Linked DNA regions of Mus musculus: region 2 is linked to region 1. A link is a contact called in public Micro-C data. All regions are on one chromosome and are shown on one strand. Each heading gives the region's core, a stretch centred on a gene start, on an enhancer-like site or on the middle of the called end of the contact. The rest is flanking DNA. Distances are from core to core; before and after follow the strand shown. Region 1 holds the start of Phyhip (phytanoyl-CoA hydroxylase interacting protein). Region 2 holds the start of Dok2 (docking protein 2).

Region 1 (6,151 bases), core at 1,582-4,081:
CTGCCAGGATTCACAGACCCCACATTGCTCTCCATACAAGTTCCTTGATGCTCAGCTCGTGCTTTCTGCATTGAGGTCCTCAGTCCTGTCATCCACTGTCCCCATCACCCCCTCTCCATCCCTTACCCCTTCTCCTTTGCCATCTCCTCTGTGGGTGTTGACCTTTCTTCCTGCTCTGTACCCAGAACTTTGCCGGACACCATCTCTAAGCACCAATGGACTTGGATTCAACATCTCCACAGATACCAACCCAGAGGATATTCAAGTATTTTATACAACAACTGGTATGGAATCTGTATGCAGCTTATGTGTATCTTCCATAATTTACTAATACCTAATACAATCTAAAAACTACATGAGGTTTAAGAAATAAAACGAAAAGTCTGTACATGTTTAACACAAACACAATTAAATTTTACATAGCTCAGGCTAGCTTCAAACTCCCTATGTAGCTAAGGATAATCTTGAATTTCTTGATTTTCTTCTGTCTCTACCTCCCTAGCACTAGATTACATGCACGCAGTGCCACTCCTGGTGTGAACTTGGTACATTCTGTGCAGTATTCAAGTACTCTACCAACTGAGCAAAATCCCTAGCACTACAAATTCAATATGGGAAAAAAAAAAGGTTTTGTTGTTTGTTTGTTTCAAGATAGGGTTGCTCTGGGTATCCCTGGCTGTCCTAGAACTTGCTCTATATACCAGGCTAGACTCAAACTCAGTGACTTGGCTGCCTCTACCTCCCAAGTGCTGGGATCACAAATGTGTGCTACCACTGTCCATCAGACGAAAAAGTTCTAAATTTTATTTTATTGTGTGTGTGTATGGGTGTTTTGCCTGCATGTATGTCAATGCACATGTTGTGTGACAAAACTTTTCCTGGAGAGAGAGAGAACACACACATTTTCTTACCCTAGATAGGGAGCCCATGATAGACCAAGGTACAGAAACCTCCAAAGCCCAACTTGGTAAAGCAATGGGTTTTATTGGGGTTACTTACAGGATTATGGGTGAGGGCTTACTTAATGGAGCAGAAAAGACTCAAAGACTGCTGCATCTCCAAAGCCCACCCCAACAGAAAGCCCACCCCCAACATGGGTGACAGCTCTCAAAGCCAGGAACCTGGAGCACACTGCACAGCCTGCAGGCTGCCCAGCAGGTTAGAGGGTATCTTTTCCACGTTTCTCAGATGGTCTAAACCTCTTCCCAGCTGTCCAGCTAGTTTCTATTTTTTGTTTTTCCCAGGGAACTGATTTGGTTTCAGAGTCTTCTTGGTTTGTCAGAGAGTCTTCTTTGCAGCTCAGCCTTGCTCCTCTGAGAGGGAGTCTCAGGCTATTATTGCTTACTCTGGTAGAGAGAGTGATTCTGGTCAAGGGGGCGCAGTGATTCTGGTCAGTTTCAGGGACTTCCTGAATCTATTTTGAGTTGGTTACCTTCCTGCTTAAGGAGCTTCCCTGCAGGATGGAATGTTTCAATCCTGGAGGAAACTGTTATACAACAGCACCACATGGGTACAGTGTCAGCAGGGACCAGAAAGGGACAATGGGATGCCCTTGAGCTGGAGTTAAAGATGGTTCTGAGCTGGGACTAGAACTTGAGTTCTTTGCAAGTGTTCTTCTGAGCCATCTCCCCAGCCCCTAAAACATATTTGTGGTCCTTGGTTGTATCAGTAGGTACAGAGGGGTCAACCAGAGGCTCCTTATTTTCTTCCGTGTATCCTCCAAATGTCTCTCCTACTCCTTAGAAGTCTGCAGACTCTTTGCAGGGGCAGAGACTGTCACCATGAGAAAGATAGCAACTCTTACTACTTGCCTGACATTTCTCAGGTGCCAAGCCCAGAGCTAAGTGATTTACATAATGATCTCATTCCACGATAACAATAAACTTGTATTATCAGCCCACTTCACAAATGAGACAGTCGCTGACCGAGGTCACCTAGCTGGAAAACTATAGAGATGAAATTGTTCCTATCTCCATCAGATTACAAAAACTGTCCTTTTTATCATTGTATTGTCTCTTGGTCACTGTTGCTTCCATCAAATTCCCTTGAGTTTTTTTTTTTTTTGGGGGGGGGGGGGAGGGGACTCCAACCGCCCTCAGTTCTAGGTTGTAGACAAGCCTCCGGCTGATGGTCCTTTCTGACTGCAATCTCAGGGCTTTGCTGGCCTGAGCCTGGAGGGTGGTTGGGATGAGAACACTCAAAGCTCTGTGTATCCTTCCACCCTCCACATTCTTGCCTCTGTGCATCCCTCCCTATTTTACAACGCCTCTCTCCCACTCCTTTACTTAGGGACTCTTAAGCTGCTAGAAGATTCTCCTTGGACACTCCAGAGTCTCTAAAGCTGCTGGGCTGGTTTCTCTTGATAAGAGTTGGTAAGAAAATTGTGCGGTGCATCAGTGAAGGTCTCCCAGGAGACACCTAGACTGAGGATAAGGTCCCACCAACCCCAGCTCTGACACTTCTTTTGAGACCCTTCCCTTACCCAGCCTCCTGAGCCCGTGGGTTAAGCTCCACCCCTCTCTGAGCACCTTAAAGTTTGGGGGCTGAATTCCAAGTAGGAGGTGTGTTGAACGGACTTCAGGAGGCATCTTGCCCTGGAAGAATGGGGGAAAGGTGGCAGAAGCTACAGCTGCTGCCTCCAAGGACATCTGTATAGCTCCCAGGGGACCCTCTGCCCTTTCCCCCTCCCACAAGCCTGGGCGAGCAGGGACCAAGCTTGCTTGTTATCACCTGACGCTGAGCAGCCACTGATCCCATTGGTGGAGCCAGATTCGGTCTGGCTCTCCTGTTCCTTCTCGATTTCTCTGCCTCTCTCTCCTCCACGCTGCTTTGATTTCGCTCTTGCCTCTCTTCTTGCGCGCTTACTCGCTGGGTTCCCAGCAACGCCGCCGTTTTCTTGCCGGGAGCAGTAGCTATAGCTGCAGAGCCAGACAGGCGCTGCCTGTGGGGCATGGAAGCCGACTTCCCAGTAGCCCAGAGAGGAGCGAGCGAGCCCCGCTGCCTGTGACCCCAGGCGTCAGGCTGCTGTCCCCTGCCTGGAGAGATCATCATCTATCTACACAGAGTCTCTCCCTTCCTTCTCTTCCAAGTATCCCTCTGCAGGGCCGGCTGAAGCCAGGTAAGTGCGCTTCTCCCCCCCAAACCATCCTGCCTATTCTGGGAGGTTAAGAGCTGCGGCCACCAGGGTCTCGCCACTGTCCTGGCTGTCCACCTGGGTTGCCAGGCCTGGCGACCTTGTCCCCTTTCCCCTAAGTCCTTGGCAAAGAGCTTAACAGCTGGATCTGGTCTCCGGGGCGACACAGTTAGTTACCCCGTGACCATTCTGCGCAGTCGGCAAAGCCAAAAGGTTCAGCCGGGTGGGGGAGCCTTCCCTCTGGCATGCCAGTAGCTTTTTGAAATGGGCTTGGGGAAGGGGGCCCGGTGTGTACAACGTGTCTGCATGGTTGGGAGGAGGCTGGAGGCTAGCTTGCGTAGATAGGTCTGTCTCTACGCAGTTAGATTCCTTTAGGGTTTCTGACCGGCTTGTAGCATGTTTCAGAACATTTTTCCGCGTGAGGTACATGTGTGCGGGGGCAGCATTTATCCGAGTAGCCTGTGGGTATATGTGGCAGGGGCCCCAAGAGCCAGTATTTTTAGGGGGTGGACATGTCACTTGTCATGTGGGTGGGAGTACATGTTGAGGGAGTACTGTAGCAACCAGGCTGTTTCTATGTGGGGAGGGGCAACTTTGAAGCAGTAGGAGGTGGGTAGGTGGGAAGTGTGGCACAGACCTCTGGCTGTGGGTAGACTTGAGTAGGTGTGCAAACCTGTTGGCCTGTGAAGAATCAGGCTGACCCAGTGTGGCCAAGGAGCAAACATGTTTTCAAAGTCTGTGTCTTGGAACCTACAAAAGGCAATGCCAGAATCCAGGCAAGGATTGACGGGCGCTCAGATATACATGTGTGCACAGGCAGCCATGTGGGTTGCCTGTCCTCTTGTGGGAAGTGGCATGCATATGTGTTGGTGCCCGTGGCTTCCTCGTTTCCTCAAATATGGCTTGTGACAATGAGGGACACATGCATGTGGGTATGTATAGATGTGAGCACGGGCAGGTTGGCATGAAGGCGACAGCTCTCGAAGGGGAAATACTGGGGCATTCTTAGAATGTGCAAGGTGGAGGGGGGGCACATCTATGCGTAGGTGAGTGTGGAGGAATGAGGATGTCTACGAAGGCATATGCTGAGGTATGTGGGCACCCCTTGCGCATGTGTATGTGTGCATGCCTGCCTGCGTGGGGGTATGTACATGCTTGCTTAGGGTGGATTCACATGGCAATGTGGGTGTTCCTAGGGTGCTGCCTCAACCTGTCCCTCACCGGCTGCCCTTCCCTAGGCATCTGGGTGTAGAGAAGCTGGGTTGACACCCACCCTTCGTCCATGCTGGCTGGCTGCCCTTGTAGTGCCAGCTGCCCCCACTCTCACAGACCTTAGGCTAGGGTGTGGAGAGCAGCTCTCCCAAAAAGGGAGAGAAGAAGAGATGAGTGAGGGCCTGGCCTGGAGTCTCCACCCACCCACCCACCCACCACCAGAGCTACCCTGGTCTCTAGGAAGACTCAGAAGTGAGGAGGGATCAAGGCAGGACAGGTGTCTGCTCGGGGCAGGTGTAGGCTGGATCCCATGTGGGTGGGAACCACTCTCAAGTCCTGAGGTGGGAGTATGCATTCATGTTCGTGGGTGCAAAAAAGCTCTCTCCGAAGCGACTTGTCGGTAGCTTGTCGGTATCCAGGGCTTTGTTAACTCTTTGCTGCTCCACACCTCTTCCCCAAATTTTATACGGTAGGATTGCTTGTTGTGGGGTTGTTTCCACATAGCCAATCCCATTTGTCTCAGTTTGGTGAAGACCTGGTAAGACTCCCATGATTCTCTGACTATAGATTTCCTGTGCATGAAACCAGAGACATTGGGCTACAGGGTGGGGAGCTGAGTTAATAGTGAACTTTGAGGACCACCTGGGCAGGTAAGGCCATCAACGGTCCCCTCGCTTCTCTCTGTTCTACCACCCAGGCAGGCCACAGGTTAATGTAGTGGTGCCAGGCACTGAAGCATGCTTAATTGACAGGAAAATGTGGGTTGGATTTTCTGGGAGCTATAAATAAAAGTACCTGATTTTGTAGGCACAAGGTGCCCTCACCCTAGCTCCTGGGCAAGAGAAGGAGAAGAAAAAGGGGAAGAGAGAAAGAGGGAGAGGGAGAGGGAGAGGGAGAGGGAGAGGGAGAGGGAGAGGGAGAGGGAGAGGGAGAGGGAGAGGGAGAGGGAGAGAGAAAGCAGGGAAGAAGTTGGTAAGAGATGAGCTGTAAGAGAGAAGCCAGAAAGGGCCCTGAGTGAGTCCATCCATAGCTGTGTGTCAACCCCCCTTCCCTGCCCCCCATTCCTGGGAGAACCAGGCCATAGACAAGACCAACTAACTCTAGTGCAGCTAAGCACAGTCAAGAGAAATAATGGCATAGTCCTTTCATGACTAGATGGCACCAAGTCAGACCAGAGCTGAGGGAATGGCAGTAGAAGGCTAGGGAAAATTCAGTCGCTTGAAAAACACTGACAGGAAGAAGAGTTAAGTAAACAACAGGAACAGCCATATATCATGTGGACACTACACATGCGCGCGTGCACGAGCGCTCGCGCGCGTGCACACACACACACACACACACACACACACACACACACACAATCTTAGTCCATAATAAAGAACTTAGCCTCAGAGTGTAAGTAATTTGCTGGCTGTGCGCCCTTGGATATGTCAGCATCCCCAACTTTGGTTACCTGTCTGTAAAATAAAATAAGGAGAATAATAGCACCTGTATATTACCAGTCTTGTGTGAGATGACATTAGTTTATGTCGGCCCTCGATAGGTGTCAGTGTTAAAGTAATTCTTTAAGCTGAGCGTGGTGGTACACACCATCAATCCCAGTACTCAGGAGGGAGAGGCAGATCTCTGAGTTGGAGACCAGCCTGATCTACAGGGTTCCAGGACAGCTAAAGCTACGCAGAGAAACCCTGCCTAATAGAGACCAAAAGTGACTCGGACTGTGGTGATGTAAACCTTTAATCCCAGCACTCCAGACTCAGAGACAGGAGAATCTCTGTGAGTTTGAGGCCAGCCTGGTCTAAAGAT
Region 2 (6,151 bases), core at 1,518-4,017, 320 kb after region 1:
TCTCTTTCTGCATGGCATCTGCATTCTGATTGGCGCCTGAGAGAAGTTTCGTTACAGATCTGGGAAGATGAGTCCGTGGCTAAATGGCTTGCGATGCAAGTCTGAGGACCTGAGTTCAGATCTCCAGAGTTTATGTAAGTCAATATCATAGTAGCACCTTCAATCACAGCAGGCGTGGTGGGAGGCAGATGCAGGAGACTTTCCAGGAGCTGCCTTTCATGGGCCAGCTACTTTGACTTATGGGAACGCAAACGAGATCCTGTCTCAAACAGGATGGGAGGTGAGGAGGGATACCTGAGGTTGGTCTCTGACTTCCACGGGTATGCTTGTTTCTCTCTCTCTCTCTCTCCCTCTTTCTCCCCCCCCCCTCTCTCTCTCACACACACACACACGATTAAAAAAAGTTGTACTAGCTAGGTATGATGGCACATGTATTGGAGACTAGCCCGTGAAACATAGGACTCCGTCTCAAAAGATCAAAAACCAACCAATGAAACAAACGAACAAACCAAAACCCCATTGCATTAATGGCCTACCCATCCACCCCTAACAGTTCTGTGATCTCAGGAAAGTTGCAAGCAGGTATGCTTATGTCCCCCTCGTCCCCACCTTTGTCAGAGAATAAAACGTGACTGGTGAGACAGTAGATGGCAAGGACCAGCCTCGGCATGGAGAGGGGTTCTGAGAGAATGGGTTTCTGGGAGCAGTGGAAAGAACGACTTGAAGTCAAATCGTGGGTCCGAGCTATGTTCTGCTTGATAAAGCTTTTCCAGTCTGTCTCTCTCTTTGTCTGTCTGCTTTCTCTCTGGAGATCTCTGTTCTGCTTGCTTGCTATTCTAAGAGATTTCTCTGTCTATGTCCTGCCTCCTTGTGTGTGTGTTGTCTGTCTATCTGTCTCTGTGTCTCTGTGTGTGCATGTCTGTCTGTTCTCCAAGTAGTTCACTTTTTTTTTCCTAAAAAATTCTCTGGATAGCTCATTCATTTATTTCCTGAAGAGCACAGGTCCAGTCTTTTATTTTACATATTACTCCAGTCATTTACTCCAGGTTTCCCTTTCAATTATCTCGTAGGATAATCAAGTATACATCCCATGACCCCAGACCTTTGATTCTTAGGAGACAGCAAACATACATTTTTTTTTCTTAATATTGCAAAAGAATTCAGAGGTCTAGACAGACCTTTGTTAAGAACAGACAATAAGAGAGTTAGGTGAGACACTGCCCTGACCACACCTGGGCCTAACCTCCCTCTGTCCTAGGCTGACCTGGAGCTCAGGAATCTGCCTGATAAGCTGACTCATAGTGTGGCTGCCTTTATTCCTTTAGATTCATGAATTCATTCCTTGTAATTCATATCGCATCCCTATATTTTGCATAGTTGAGAAACTATATATATATATATACTGAACTCATGTATTTAGAGTTCTTTCCCATAGCCTCAAGGGCTGTCCTGAAAGTCTCAGCATTTACCATTTTTCTGGAGACATAGCCACCTCACCTTTGCCTCCAGGCCTCACTTTCGCTTCCTGGACTCACGCTGTCTCTGATTAGCATGGAGTCATTAACATTGAAACAGAGGACATTCCTCAGAGTGAAAATATGCACTACACAAACAAGTCTCCCTCTCACAGCAGCCATTGACACTTGTGGAGGCTCACACCAGGGGCTACATGTCGCTCTGTCTCCACCAGTGCTACACCAGGCTTGGCACGCATAGAAGAATTGGAAGTTCTGAAGTTCCCACAGTTTAAGGTAAGTCCCACTTGAACCCAAGTGAGGAAGGAAGCCAACAGCTGAGTTAGACTTGGGGAGGAAATCTTTTTCTAGAGAGAATGTTCTTATTTCTAGATTCACCACAGACTTGTGTATTGTATGTTGTTCTTATTGCTAGATTCACCACAGACTTGTGTATTGTATGTGTTTTTGGCAGGCAGGAAATACTTTCATACAATGGGACTGGTGCGTGTTGTGTGTGTGTGCGTGCACACACACACACACACACACACATGTTTTATCTATCTGTAATTTACCCAGTATATGGCTCATCTTTGCTTGAGCTGGGAGACTTGGGTTCTGGGTGTTAGCCTTATAGGCCCTTCAGACCATCTCTATCTCCTTTTCTTTTTTTTTCTTTTCTTTTCTTTACTTTTCTTTTCTTTTCTTTTTTTCTCTCTTTCTTTCTCTCTTTCTTTCTTTTTTCTTTCTTTCAAGATTTATTTACTTATTTTATGCATATGAGTACGTGTACATTGCTCCGTTCAGGAACATCAGAAGAGGTCATCAGACCCCATTACAGAGCCACCATGTGGTTGCTGGGATTTGAACTCAGGACCTCTGGAGGAGCAGTCAGTGCTCTTAACCGCTGAGCCACCTCTCCAGCCCCAGTTTTCTCTTTTCAATGAGTAGGTTATGGTGATTGATTCCAAAGGGCTTTTCCAGCCCTGACACACTCAGCATCCTGCCTGAATGTAGAGCCCTCACCCCGGACTTTCTTGAACAACTTGATTTTGGGGTCTCTTTGTTCTTATGGCTCAGTCCTTCACACCAGCTTCTGCAGAAGTGTGAAATTTGGCTTTTTTTGGAAATTGCATGTTACTCACTGGAAATGCAGGAAGGAAGCTTGCTCGTGAAGTGCACTTAAAAAAAAAAAAAGGCGCACACAGAGCAAGAAACCACAGGGCCTATCAGCCTGTCGTCATCAAGCAGACTAGAATAGTGTAGAAAAACTCTAGTCAGAGAGGAAATGAACTAGAGAGAAGGGGGAACAGGCCCAGAAGAGAGAAGAGAGAGGGCAGAGGCAATGGCAGTGGGGAGCTGAAGCTGCGATGGTCAGGATGGAGGAGCCAGCTGTGAAGCAGGGCTTCCTGCATCTTCAGCAGCAGCAGACCTTTGGCAAGGTAAGAGTAAGGCTGGGCTCTCGCTGGGCGGAGCAGCTTGGGGGAGGGCCCTGTTACTATCCCGGGTAGAAGGGTGTCTTAATATCCCTGACCCTTATGAGACCATGTGCTCCACCAGTTTAGACAAGAACACTACTTGGGGAAGATGTCTGCCTTCTCAACGTGCCTTGCCTTCTAAACCAGGCTCTGGATCGCTCTTTGCTGAGGGCTGTTTGTCCTTGCTTGTGGGGGAGGAAGCAGATTCTGACATTATCTCTCTCTCTTTTTGTTCCCTTGCTCAGTATTGAATTTGGGGGTACCTTGGGCGGGTACGGAAGGAAGAGTTGGGGGCCAGTCAGTTTGGGATGACAGCAGAGGTCCCTCTCACCTTTGACTGCTACTGAGCTGTGGCCCCAGGGTGTTCCAACCTCTTCCTTCCCTAGCCTCTTTGAAGGGGAAGCTCTTCTGCCTCCTGCTGTTACCCAGCTGTGCTTACCCCAACACCCACCTCACCCTGTCTAGGTCTCTGTTTCTTTGTTTGTCTCTCATGGTCCAACTCCTTAATCAGTGAGACAAAAAAGGAGAGGAGGTGGGAAATTTTGGAGCCAGAACCTTCCTATGAAATGAAGACTTGTCCCTGGTCTAGGCTACTCTCCCCTCACTGTTCATCTCTGGGCTCAGTGACTTTTGTTCCCACTACCTGGCTGATGGGCCTGTCATCTTCCTGGACTCTGCATCCATTGGACATTTACTGTGGCCTTTGGCTAGCCTGCGGATCTTGGTCAGCTCTGTCATTCCATGGTCTCTGTTGTCTTCTCGGGCCTCTCTGACTGGCTGTGATGTTTGCCATTCTCCCCATCCTGTGTGGCTGCCCCAGCCCCTCTACCTCTCCCACAGTTCCTCTTCTCCCCTTTCATGACCATCTCTCCATCTCCGATGGTTCCCACTTGGCCTCTACGTGGCATACCTGGGCTCAGAAGTGGCGCCGGTTCGCAGCCGTGTTATATGGAGAGTCTGGCTGTGCCCTAGCCAGACTAGAGCTCCAGGATGTCCCCGAGAAGACACGGCGAGGAGAGGCCACTCGGAAGGTTGTCCGCCTCAGTGACTGCTTACGGGTAGCAGAGGTAGGCAGTGAGGCCAGCAGCCCCCGGGACACCAGTGCCTTCATCCTGGAGACCAAGGAGCGCCTGTACCTACTGGCAGCCCCCTCGGCAGAGCGCAGTGACTGGATACAGGCCATCTGCCTGTTGGCTTTCCCGGTGAGGGGTACAAAGTGGCCCAGGGGAGGGCGGCCACCAGGGGAGGGCGATGTTACTTAGATACTTCCTGTGGACAGGTGGTAGAAGAACCAAAACTCTTTTTTAGGGGAGTTCTTCCTTAAGGGAGCCCAGTTTGAAGTGCACCCAGAACCAGCTGGCTGGGTGTGCACTGAAAGCGAATGTCAGAGAGCCTTGGGGTGGGTTCTGGTGCTAAGACCCGGGACCTGCCTCCTCAGGGACAGAGGAAAGGGTCACCAGGACTGGAGGAAAAGAGCGGCAGTCCCTGCATGGAGGAGAACGAGTTGTATAGCAGCTCCACCACAGGTGAGAGTTGGGGCTGAGGGGCCTATGGTGCGGGAGGGAGGAGGCATGGGCTGGCTTGTGGTCTTCCTGCCTTGTGGTTACCCTGGGCCCAGCTTATCAGCGTCTCTTCCTGGCTTCTTGGTGTGGCTCAAGGTCGTTGGAACCCGGCCTACCCCAGTGTCTGCCTTGGCTCAGCCTGCCCTGACTGAGGCTGAGGGTCTCGGTTTGACTCTCTCTTTGTGGGGCGTGAAGTGATTGTGGGAGGAGAGAATTGCTTCGTGTCTGTTTGGCAGTGCAGGGCGTCCTGTGAATAGGGAAATGCGGTGCTGATAAGGGAGGCCCAGTTCTGGCTTTCTTTGTGCTTTCTAGGCTCATCACGGAGGTGTGGGAGAGAAACTCTTCCGTTTACACTCCACCCACGGGAAGGGGCACTGGCTATGGGAGTCGCAGGGGCAGGCTTCACCTGGGGCTTAGCATCAGGGTCTTGGGGAGTGATGGATGGTGTGGAGAAAACCAAGCTGTGGCTCTGGCAGCAGTGGCAGGAAGGATGTGGGCACAGGGTTGGGGTGGTATGGCCGAGGGCCTGAAGAATGCCTTCCAGGGGAGGAGGTGGGGTCAGCAGCCTAGGCATTAAGATCTGTGGTGGGATCACAGATAACACGAACAGGGTTTTCTCAAGAATTTCTGGCATGCTTACTAAGGATGGGTTGGTGGAGAAGGAGCCCACTGTTTCCTGAAGCTGCCTCTCTTTCTTCTCCTCTCCAGGGCTCTGCAAGGAATATATGGTGACCATACGACCCACAGAAGCCAGTGAGCGCTGCCGGCTCCGAGGGTCCTATACTCTCCGGACCGGGGTGAGTGCCCTGGAGCTGTGGGGTGGCCCTGAGCCAGGCACACAGCTATATGACTGGCCCTACAGGTTTCTTCGACGCTTTGGGCGTGACAAGGTGAGTGAGTGAAGGGCTGAGACCAAAGATGAGTTACCTAAGGAGAACAACGAGGGAGGGGCAGAGAGCCAATAAAGAGAGAGTGGATCGAGGAGGAAGGTCATCTAGAGAGACAGCAGAGGTGGGAGGGGAAGGAGTGAAAGCCAAGAGGCCTAGGTGAGGAGAGATGATGTGGAGAAGGGATGGGGAGGAGCGTGTTCTTGCCAGATGTGGTGGCACACAGCTATAATGTCAGCACTGAGGGGGCTGAGGCAGGAGACAGAGTTGAAGGCCTGCCTGGGCTACATGGTGAGAGCCTTTTCCCAAGTAAACAACCAACCCCAACAAACAAAATGCAGAGGCAGAGGGGCAAGAGCTCCAAGAGCTCCAAGAGAAGTTTCTGGTGCCAGGGTCAGCACTTTTCCATGTGGGTGGAGTCCAGGGAAGAACAGTTCTTTCCCTCTTTTCCCCCCTCACTGTAGGCAACTTTTTCCTTTGAGGCTGGCAGACGCTGTCTCTCTGGAGAGGGCAACTTTGAGTTCGAAACACGACACGGCAATGAGATCTTCCAAGCCTTAGAAAAGGTCATTGCTGTCCAGAAGAATGCCACCCCTTCCGGGCCTCCATCCCTGCCAGCCACAGGGCCCATGATGCCCACTGTGCTGCCTCGACCTGAAAGCCCCTATTCCCGGCCCCACGACTCTCTGCCTTCTCCATCCCCTGGCACACTGGTGCCTGGCATGAGGCCAGGGGCCCCTGAGGGGGAGTATGCCGTACCCTTTGATACG

Evidence for each region. Hi-C and Micro-C count contacts between places; a contact is called where the count stands out from the background.
Region 2: a Micro-C map of embryonic stem cells shows a contact between it and region 1, with 1.8 times the contacts expected there. The contact joins the promoter of Dok2 here to the promoter of Phyhip in region 1. A contact is called at or near these places in 10 of 484 Hi-C or Micro-C datasets (the G1E-ER4 cell line, cardiomyocytes, embryonic stem cells and 4 more) and 2 of 115 datasets of contacts at active chromatin or transcription factors (embryonic stem cells and pancreatic cancer cells).

Annotation. Positions count from the first base shown.
Region 1 is chr14:70,454,686-70,460,836 of GRCm38.p6, forward strand. It overlaps Phyhip (phytanoyl-CoA hydroxylase interacting protein), which reads left to right and starts at 2,832. Exons shown (of 5, transcript NM_145981.3): 1 at 2,832-3,118.
Region 2 is chr14:70,771,614-70,777,764 of GRCm38.p6, forward strand. It overlaps Dok2 (docking protein 2), which reads left to right and starts at 2,768. Exons shown (of 5, transcript NM_010071.2): 1 at 2,768-2,896; 2 at 3,853-4,134; 3 at 4,371-4,458; 4 at 5,203-5,384; 5 at 5,846-6,151. The coding sequence starts at 2,825.